3 separate regions of the Drosophila melanogaster genome follow, and all the other regions are linked to region 1. A link is a contact called in public Hi-C and targeted proximity ligation data. All regions are on one chromosome and are shown on one strand. The core of a region is the stretch at or near the end of the contact, and the rest is flanking DNA. Distances in the headings are between cores, read along the strand shown. Region 1 holds the start of kibra (kibra,). Region 2 holds the start of Dnaaf5 (Dynein axonemal assembly factor 5). Region 3 holds the start of Kpc1 (Kip1 ubiquitination-promoting complex subunit 1).

Region 1 (3,194 bases), core at 269-2,768:
AAATATGTAATTTATTTTGCTGCTGCCTCTTTATTTTATTTTCCTTTTATTTTTCTTTTTTTTTTTTGCTTCATTTCGCCTCCACCGATCGCATTCCTTTACACACACAGCTGCAGCACGCACCTTTTCTTTCCGGTTCAAGAGCGCTTCGGAATCGGAATTTATATGGGTTTTTTTTTTAGCTCGTTTGCCGGAGCTTCCTGAATGAGTGAACTGCTGATCTCTCACCTGCGTTTTATGCCTTCTTAAGCCACTAACAACTTGCCAAGAATTTTATTCTATTTTAATTTGATTCTCAATGAGTTATCTGCTTCACTTATTAGCCATTAAGCAGCAATTGGGGTTTATAAGCACTCTTGATAGTTTGCGATGTTAAAGCATCTATAACTTATTTAAAACACAACCTGTTGGTTTGGTCATTCGTTATGTATGCCTCATTTCTGATAATTGTTCTAGTAGTTTTAATAAGTTTAAACTAACTTTCCAAATGCAAATATCTTATAATTATATTTCAGATCGCCCTTGTTTCAATTTCGTTTCTTTAATTGACCCTTTCCGGAACACTTACCAATCTCTGGGATCCAGCCAGGTGGTCTTCTTGTTGATATGATCTATGTAATAGGTCTTGCCATCGAAATCCTTGGCGATATCCCAGCCATCGGGAAGTGGGAAGTCGCTGTGGTGTTGTTGCTGCTGCTGATGATGCGTGTGTTGTTGTTGTTGCTGTTGTTGATGATGATGATGATGTTGCTGTTGCTGCTGTTGGGGTCGCAGGTGGTGGGGATGCAGATGATGCTGCGATTGCGATGCGGTTTGTTGCAGATTCGGCATTTTAACTTTGTTTCTCGCCGTGTACTTTGGTTAGTCTGAGAAAACGTCGTTGTTGCTGGATTTTTCACCCGACGCGCGCCTTTTCTTTCTTTTCGCTATTGCTATCTACGTTTGCTTCTTTTTTCGGGGGGTTTCTCTTTGCGCTGTTTACATTAGCAAAGACATTTCAATTCCGTTTCTTTTGCTCCGGCGATAATGGAGACCGACCCGCACACACACACACACAACACGGCCACACGGTGACGGGCGTAGAGGCACACACCGAGCCAACTCGAATACACACGCGCGCAGGGGAGAGAGAGCGGGAGAGCGCGGGCGCGCTCTCAATTATTTATTTACTTTTTTCGTAACTGCATTCCATTCCAGCTCAAACACACGCACACATATGGGGGACGAACACAAGCGCACACGATCACTGCTCACAGTTGGTGCTGCTTCTTTTCATTTCTTGTTGTTGCAAGCGTTTGAACTCCTTTACTTATTTTCTTATTTTCGCCTAATTGAAACTAATTAACGACGATAATCCAACCATCCACTTGGTGTTCACAAAAAAATATGTACTTCAGTTTAGTGAGTTCGCGCCGTCGCCGATCTCTTCGGTTCCGGAATTCCTTGGGGGAGCAGCAAAAAACACGAGTAGCGCGCTTGATGACCGTCCGATTCGGATTCGGAATTTGTTTTGGTAACATTCGCTGCTAGTGGTGTAGCAGAAAACATCGCATTGCATATCGATACACTCGCGGCGATGTTATTCGATGTATTGGTTGATATCGATATTATAGGCTGTATTGACGCGGTTGCAGAGATGCGATATTTAACAATCATGCACGAAAAGTATTTATTGTTATTTGGCTTGTGTAGTCCCCAAGCATAGGTGTAATTGTTGAGGGAAGAAAATAGGAGTTGTACGTTCAAAGATCGGCTTGGTAACAGGAACTAGTTCGGTTCTTCAAGCGATGTTAATCAAAGCCAGTTCCGATAGATCATGTTAACTCGCTCTGTTAACAATTACTGTTATCTTAATCCTAACATTTCCGTTACATTTTAAAAACAGAAAAAGAAAAAATTTAAAAAAAAAGACTGTAAACTGAGTTACGCATTTCGAAATCAATATGTATCCCAACCATAGATAGAAAAATAAATTATGTTTCCGAAACATAACTTCAATAAAACCACAATTTCGCTTGCTTTGTACGTTTGATATTGTATTTGCATTTTATGAATTGTAAAAATTGAGTCAACAAGACTAACACAGCTTCAGCTCAAGACACATGCAATTTCATTGACATTGTTTAATTGTATATATTAAAGGAAATCAATTAGGATATAAAGAGAGAAACCTTTTTGCCGCTTATGCGATGCCAACTATCTGGATCTGGATTGTCTAACACGAAACCCTAACTAATTGGTAAATTAAACATAAATTAATCATATCGGTCAACAACTACAACTAAATATTAGTTATTAGCGGATAAAGAGCGCCCCATAAACTATTTACACTAAGCTTTAGTCTACTAGAGTCCCGGATTCCATCTCCGCTCCTCGGATCTTCGGATCTTAACTCAGATGTTCGGATCTTCAAGTTCTAGGAGAGAACTGGTGCAGTGCATCCGTTATTCAGGCGATACTCGGCATAGACCAGTCCGGTGTTGTGCCAGTGATAGAAGGCGGCCACGATGATCAGGTGCCACCAGTTGTGCGAATGCCCAACGAAGTCCACCTTGCCGGTGAACCAGCGCTCCGGAATCTTGGCCGCATAGAAAACGAAGGCGACGAGGCAGAGCAAGTACATGAGCACGATGCGGGGCACCATCAGCTGCAAATGGTAATGATTGATGGATTAGCAAATGACAAGATTCCATAAATTTCCAACTGATGCCTACCCTGACTAGCTCGTTCTCCAGACCGCCCATGGCCACCGCCCAGTGGCCCAGAGGTATGATTCCATAGGCAGACCAGAGTAGCAGCACCGCCACCTTGCCGTTCATGGACACATTCAAACGGGGTATCTGCACGGCAATGGCCAGTGCGAACATGCCCAGTGCAATCGTGGAGTACAGGGTGCGCAGGAAGGTGTGGCACCAGAAGGCATAGTACATGCCACTGATATAGATGGCCACCAGCGACAGCGAAATGCCCAGGAAGTCAACGGACAGAAAGAGCTCGTAGTGCTCCTCCGATTTGCAGGAGAAGATGTGGTATATGGCGGACATCAGCATGCACAGACAGAAGCAGACCAGCAGGCAGACCACCAGCACCTGGTCGCTCAGGGAGGCGTGGAGGCGCAGGAACTGCAGATCGAAGATGGTCAGTCCAATGAACAGGATGCAACCGGCCAGATGGCTCCAGATGTTGATCTATGA
Region 2 (3,144 bases), core at 134-2,633, 360 kb before region 1:
ACCGACTTCACGGCGAACCAATGGCATGGTGTCCATAAGTAGGGGCGACACCTCATTGAAGAGCCTTCTCATTGCATCGCCACTGGCGTCCATGTGTAGACTCAGCCTGGCGATGGCTTGAATGGCCGATATCCTGGCCTGTGCATGCTTGTGATTCAACATTGTGTAAAGAGGTAGCAGAATGGATTCTGTAAAGGGACGAAACTCCTGGGTATCAGCCAAACGAGAGAGAGTAACCACAGCGGAGCATCCTTCGCGCTGCACCACCGGATAGTCATCCTTGATAGACTTAATCAGAATCTTCACCACCAAGGGATAGCACTCCCTGAAGACGCCCACATTTTCCATTTTCTCATACAGGCAAATCATCAAATTCAGTTGCGCAATGTAGAGGAGACGGATTTCCTCGCTGGGCTCCACGGTTTCGGCCTTTCCCATCCGCTCCGCCAAAGTTGAAACCACATTCATCAGGTGGAAATCCGTGGGCGGAAGACTTGACAAAAAAGCGCTTACCACTTGAATGGCTTTAGAGCGAACGCTTTCGAATCTATCTTCGTAGCATTTCAGTAGATGCAGATACAGTTTATCGAAAACATCGGCTATTTTGTCAGCACTCTCGGAATTTGTTGCTTCTTTGCACTTATCGAGCAGTTCATCCAGAACTGTGGTCTTCAGACGTCGATCGGAGCTCTCCAGATCCGAGCAAATCTTCTGGCTATCAATATCGAAGCCCATTTTGGAATTTATTTAATAATTCTTTTGAAAATTATTGATCAAGATATTGCAAAGTGTTCAGCAATTGATTTCGTAAATAAATATGAAAATATGAATTTATACTTTTATATTTTTTTAAGGCATACTTGCTAAAGTAGTATTGAATATATAATTACAGTTTTTCTTGCTTTGAGCTGCTGTATATGTATTTAATATCTTCTTAATTTTAAAACTGTATCTTACTTGCGAAGGATTTCTGATTCTTTTATGAAATCTTTTTTTTCCTTAGTTCTTAGCTTCTTTTTAGTGGTTTTTAAATGTAAAATTCCGTTTTAGATATTTTTGCCATTTGCTGTTGTGGATTTTTGTTTTTCGTAGTAAAGGTATTAGTTGCAGTGAATTCTCCACATTCAATCTTCCAATCCAGAATTTTTAAGATACTTTTTTTCGCCGGTTTCTCAAGCTGCGCGAGTGTGATTTTTGTTTAGCTGCTTTTCATAGATTTCTAGGCTGCAAAACGAGAATGTTTAAACGTTACTCAAGCGTCAAACACACCGGTTGCTATGGCTACACAAAAGATAACAGTTTTCGTTATATTCTCTCATTTATTTTTGTTTATTTCACCCAAACAAAATTACACGACAACGTGCCCGCAAGCCAATTGCAGAATGATCAGCTGTTTGTGAGTCAAGAAAGTGCTGTAAAGCTGGCGAAAAAAGTGCTGGAAAGCTTCGGTTTGGCGCGCATTTTCGAATGCCTCTCGTTTTCCCCTTTGTGTTTGAAGCGCTATCGCTTATTTGCCGAGCTAATTAGGTGCAACCATAAATGAAATTTCTTGGGAAAAAAAGAGCAGGGAAGTAGGAGCAGCCAGCGGCTGTCTTTTTATGAGTTCGACTCTGGGCGGCGATCCATAAAATAAGTGTTTCTGTGCCGCCCGTGGCTCACATTCGTAATGCCTTATCTTTGGAGCGGGCTATCTAATTGCGTTGTCGTTTCTTATCAACAGAACGACAATATCTAAGATTGATTGCCGGCACAACTAGCCGACAGGCTGACGGAATGACTAGCTGACGAACTGACTGACTGACGGACTGAGTGACTGACTGGCTAATGAAAGGAAATCATATAAAATGTCTATTTTTATCGCAACTTAATTGCATTTGTGGGTCACCGAAATTAGGGTTGTAATGAGCACACCACACGAGAAATGCGGGCTTTGGCCGCAGATAAGCAGAAAATGGCAGTATCGATATCGAATGATATTATAATTAACTCAGGTAAGCGGCTCAACACAGTATCGTTAATCTCGTGGGAAGATCAGACTAATGAAATTGCTGATTTTCATTTTGAAATTGCTGATTTTCATTTTGAAATAATGATTTTCCCTTACATTTTGCTTACAAATTGGAATTATCAGGCGTTGTAAGTAATTAGTTGTTTTGATTATGTTACAATCATTCATTAAGAATAAAATATCCCTTGTTTGTAAAATAAGTATATATAGTATAAATATATATATATAAAGTAGCACTCATAGGTAGTAACCAGAAATTGATAAGGTAGAATTAAATATTCAAAAAATTAATGTGGTTTTATACCCATAATGGATTGCACTCTATTCCGCATTGTTTTAATATTATGATAAGGTAAAAAGGTCTTTTAACAATATAATTCGAAAATCTGTTGACTGTGGGAATTTTGAAGAGGTCCCGTTTTTAAGCGGTGGTAAAGGTAAAGAAAAAGGTAACGTTGCCGTGGATATTAATCCGTAGATTGTGAGGCATGCAACCCGGTCTGCTATCCGTTGTTGATCTTTCCATTTGAATTTCATTTAATGCCCGTTGTGTGTGTGCCGATTATTTTTTTCTTGTTTTTATTCAATTTCCCTTTCGTTATCCCATCTGTAGGGTTGCTCCTCTCCAGATAGATTGGCGTGCCCAGTTTCGCTGGGCATATTTTATGAGCGTTTCGTTTGCTCCTCTACCTACTGTCGAAAATTTTTGTTGTTGTCATTTTTATTGAAAGCCAGCGCGCGCGGCTACAGATACAGAGATACAACGGGCAAATACACGGATGCGACGGATACAGCCAAAGATACAGATACAATGGCGAACTCATAAGTTTTGCTGCTCCCATTTGTGTGCACAATTCGATTCCATACCTTTTTGTGTGCGACGGCAGGCGGCACACGCTCCAAAGCAATTAAGCGCATGAATCAGGTTCGTTCGGCTTTCAGGGCAGGGCAATGTATCCGAGTATCCAAGTATCCAAGTATCGCTGTATCTGCGTATCTGAGTATCCGCTCGCATTTCAGTCTGTATCTGTGTGTGTGTGTGTGTGTGTGTGTGTGTGTGTGTGAAGGCGGCATGCGTTTTTTTTATGGGCCAAAGAGACACAGCAGACACCGGCGCAATAAACTTAATTGATATG
Region 3 (3,584 bases), core at 495-2,994, 470 kb after region 1:
AGTGCTTTTTGAACAGCTTTCCTTCCAGCAGATACTTTCTGGTCTGTTCGTGCAGGCAAAGGCAATGCAGCATTCCGAGCGCCTGGCGATGCTTCTCATAGTCCAGGCCCTGTATCGTATGCGTAAAAGTACCCAGCAAAGCGTTCACCAACTTCCGCAACACAAACTTGATCTCGTCGCCTTCCATGTAGTTCCAGAAGAGAGATAACAAGCCATGGAGTACGCTGTAGGAGTTTTCCTTCTCGGACGCTAAATTTGTCATGCTCGAGATCTTTCTGAGCAGGACATCTTCGATGATATATGGATCAAATATCTCATTGGTGAACTTCTCAATCAGCAAGGTGGCAAATATGCAGTACACGGTCTTTTTAGTGGAAACGCGAGCATCTGCGCCATTCGTTGGTGCCATCCCAGATTGGGCGTTATACTTGGAAAATATGCCAGCGAGGTTGACCAAGTAGTTCATCAGCAGGTTGGCCCGTTGCAGCTTAAGGATAGGTCGAGCCATTAGCGGCTGGAAGCCCGATACCGGATACATAAAGGGACGATTGCCAAAGTTCGCCTCGATGCCCTGCGTGTAGCCCAAGGAGATGGCTGCGAAGAAGGAGATGCCCGGACCCTTTTCCAACTTGTTGAACGCCACGCCCATGGAACGGCCATTTCGATAATATTCGATCACTTCCTTATCCACGTCAATAGTCACGCCAATAACGTCGCCAATCTGCCATTTGTCGCCGTACCTAGGAAAGCAATTATATACATATAAATCCTGAATCAATGTTGAATAAATGGATATCTTACTTTTTGGTGGATATATGCCAGATCTGCTGTTTGCTGCCATCGTATCCATAGCTGGACTTGGTATCTCCCACCCCGCTGTTTTCGTTAAACTGGCAGGAGTTGGAGGCCCAACCAATCTGCATTACGCCCTTAGTGTGGAGGTGGATCTGTATATAAATGACACGTTCTTAGTACGCACGAGCAACCCACACTCCTCAATACGAGTCAATGACCGGTGGTCAACCACCGTCGAATCTACCACTCATTCCCCAATCTTTAGCTACTCCTCCCACTCCATGTAATAGCGATTACCTCATACATCCAGCGACCGCCGTACACGCAACAATTAGCCCGGACCGTGTTGAAGCTGCCCTGGGAGCGCAGGGCTAGGCGATCCGAGGATACCCGCACTGTAGTCGTATAGTCCACATCGAATATGGTAAGATCCGGGCCAATGCGGCTCTCTGTCTCCATGTACAGGCGCCGAATCTCTTCATTGCTGTCGGTCTGGATTTGTTGGAACTTGTCATCTAGCCAGGTTCGCACTATGAGCATCTGCCTAAGGGAAAGGATTGTCCATTGAAAAGTTTAACCTCAGCGGCTAAGGACACTCCTACTTGGTAACTGATAAATCGGCGAGCTTTGCGGGTCTCGGATCCGGAACCGTCGAGCAATTAGCGCCCTCCAAGTCATCGTCCAGATCCGAATACAGGTTATCGTGGTCCACCTGCTCGAATATATCCTCGTTGAATACTTTCACGAATAATTTTGATATCGACATTTTGGCTCTGTCATTTCAATGCCAGCTTTCTCCAGCCACACAAATTCGAGTCCGATTCCGAGCTCGACCGTCACAAAAAGGAATTCTTTAGCTTTAGGGATGGTAAACTCAGACACTCCTTGTGAATCTGCTTAACGGTGGCAAGTATCGGGTCACGCGACAAGCCGATGATTTTTTAACAAATTTGAATTTTGACAAAATATTATACAGTTTTCTTTCTGGATATCTGACCTGTAACAATTTGTTGCCAAGCTGTATCAAAATTCTGTTATCATAGACCGAATTTTAAAATTTAAAAACTAATGCAAGTTTCTTGAAATATAGATAGTTGTATTAAATAAGTGGACCTTGTCATTCAAATTATGAATTTGAATCAATATTATGTGTACATACATACAAATTTATTATAACGTAACTATTGTATTGACCCCGCAAAATATCGCTCACATTTGCTCCTCCCTAATACTTCCATCCTGCTCTTTGGTACAGTATGCTCCATCTCGTTCTAAAGGCGCTAACAAGCAGCTGTTCAAATTCAACATCGTTGTGCAGTACTGCTCGTCTTCAAGCGCTTCCTAACACCGAGTGAAACGAAAAGTACTTCTCGATATGTAAGGACGTGTTTTCTGTGCTCTGCTAGTTAAGCTAATTAAATTACAAGTTGGCGTTGATTCATGACAAATGAGTTACCAAAAGAACAACTCTACGCTGCTTAAACGTGTGATATTTGCGAGCAGTACAGTTACCTTTCGGTTAATTGACAATTTGCTGTCGTCAGCGACCGAGTGTTTCTGATAGTGGTGTCCGACAACTAGCTAGATCTGGCGGGAAAAGGCTTAAAAGTGAAACGCAATGAAAACAATGCTCATAATGGCGGCTGTTAAATAAATAAATTAGCAATCACACAGTTGACCTTGTGCCAATAACTTTGCGTGGAGAGTATTAACAATTAAATACGCTGAAAATAAAACAGCTAACTGGTCAGCGATGCGAAGTGAAACCGTTAAGATTATTTGTTGTTGTTGCGTGTCTTACAAAAATAGAATTCGCGAAAAGAAATAGAAGGGAAACAGAAATCATTGCCAACCATTCGAAAACAAGACCATTACAACATACGTACATATCTGGGCATAAATGAATATTACTTCTGATTATACATGGGTATATTTGTTTGTAGTCGAGGCAATTGATTTATCTGCCCGTTCTCGACCCGTTTCTTGTTCTTATTTATTTTTTTGCGCGGCAATCAACGCGAATTTCCGAATGTGTGTGTGAGTTTGTAATTTGAATTCAGTTAAAATGAACTGGAAATACGTATGTATACGTATTAATTAATAGTTATTTACAATGTTTCAGTTGCTTCAACTATTCCCGCCAAACCACCCTCGCAAAATATATAGTTTTCTTATCACTTCTCTCCATTACAAGTAATATAAGACCCACATACGTAACTACTGAGCTCTCAAAGAATCAGCATTCACAGTATGTATATTGTGTGTTTACATAATGATAGCTTTCGCGGTCTTCTCGCCTTAACACCGCCCCTATTGCGTCTTGAATCTTTTATTTATCGAAAAAAAAGGCTAAAAACCACTTTGATGACGTTAATGAAATATGAAACTATATATAACGAACAAACGACGGCAGAGGATCTCTGCTAAGCAAATGGGAAGCACAGGAAACCCAATAAAAAAAAAATACCCCCCAGAACAATGTGGACTGACTCACTATAAACAAGGCAGTAACTTGATTAAACCGCCTTTGTTTTTTCTCGACCAGGATATTTAAATAACTCAGTCATATTAGTATCTCAGCAAAGCATACAATTTGCATTAAACACCAACAGGTTAAATCTCAGATATGATACGTTTTCTTTTAATAACTCTGCAATTTCTTATGATATGATAATGGAACATCAAAGAAAATGCCCACATACATAGCTACCATCAATAGCAAAATGTAAACATATATGTATACCTATATATATTCATACGAAGCTAGGAACATGACCATACGCATAGTA

The links. Hi-C and Micro-C count contacts between places; a contact is called where the count stands out from the background.
Region 2: a Hi-C map of the Kc167 cell line shows a contact between it and region 1, with 3 times the contacts expected there. A contact is called at or near these places in 4 of 107 Hi-C or Micro-C datasets (the Kc167 cell line, the OSC cell line and wing imaginal disc).
Region 3: a contact with region 1 is called in a targeted proximity ligation map of the Kc167 cell line, with 2.7 times the contacts expected there. A contact is called at or near these places in 4 of 107 Hi-C or Micro-C datasets (the Kc167 cell line and the S2 cell line) and 2 of 7 datasets of targeted methods (both in the Kc167 cell line).

The regions. Positions count from the first base shown.
Region 1 is chr3R:14,722,743-14,725,936 of dm6, forward strand. kibra (kibra,) reads right to left here and starts at 1,519. Exons shown (of 9, transcript NM_001300400.1): 1 at 569-1,519. The coding sequence starts at 831. It overlaps CG7530, which reads right to left. Exons shown (of 6, transcript NM_169599.2): 5 at 2,715-3,188; 6 at 2,018-2,647. The coding sequence ends at 2,417.
Region 2 is chr3R:14,360,403-14,363,546 of dm6, forward strand. Dnaaf5 (Dynein axonemal assembly factor 5) reads right to left here and starts at 1,384. Exons shown (of 1, transcript NM_169581.2): 1 at 1-1,384. The coding sequence starts at 735. All of the region lies in intron 1 of NK7.1 (NK7.1,), which reads right to left.
Region 3 is chr3R:15,194,466-15,198,049 of dm6, forward strand. Kpc1 (Kip1 ubiquitination-promoting complex subunit 1) reads right to left here and starts at 1,745. Exons shown (of 11, transcript NM_142168.2): 1 at 1,398-1,745; 2 at 1,093-1,339; 3 at 802-947; 4 at 1-740. The coding sequence starts at 1,561. It overlaps CG42542, which reads left to right and starts at 2,133. Exons shown (of 6, transcript NM_142169.4): 1 at 2,133-2,172.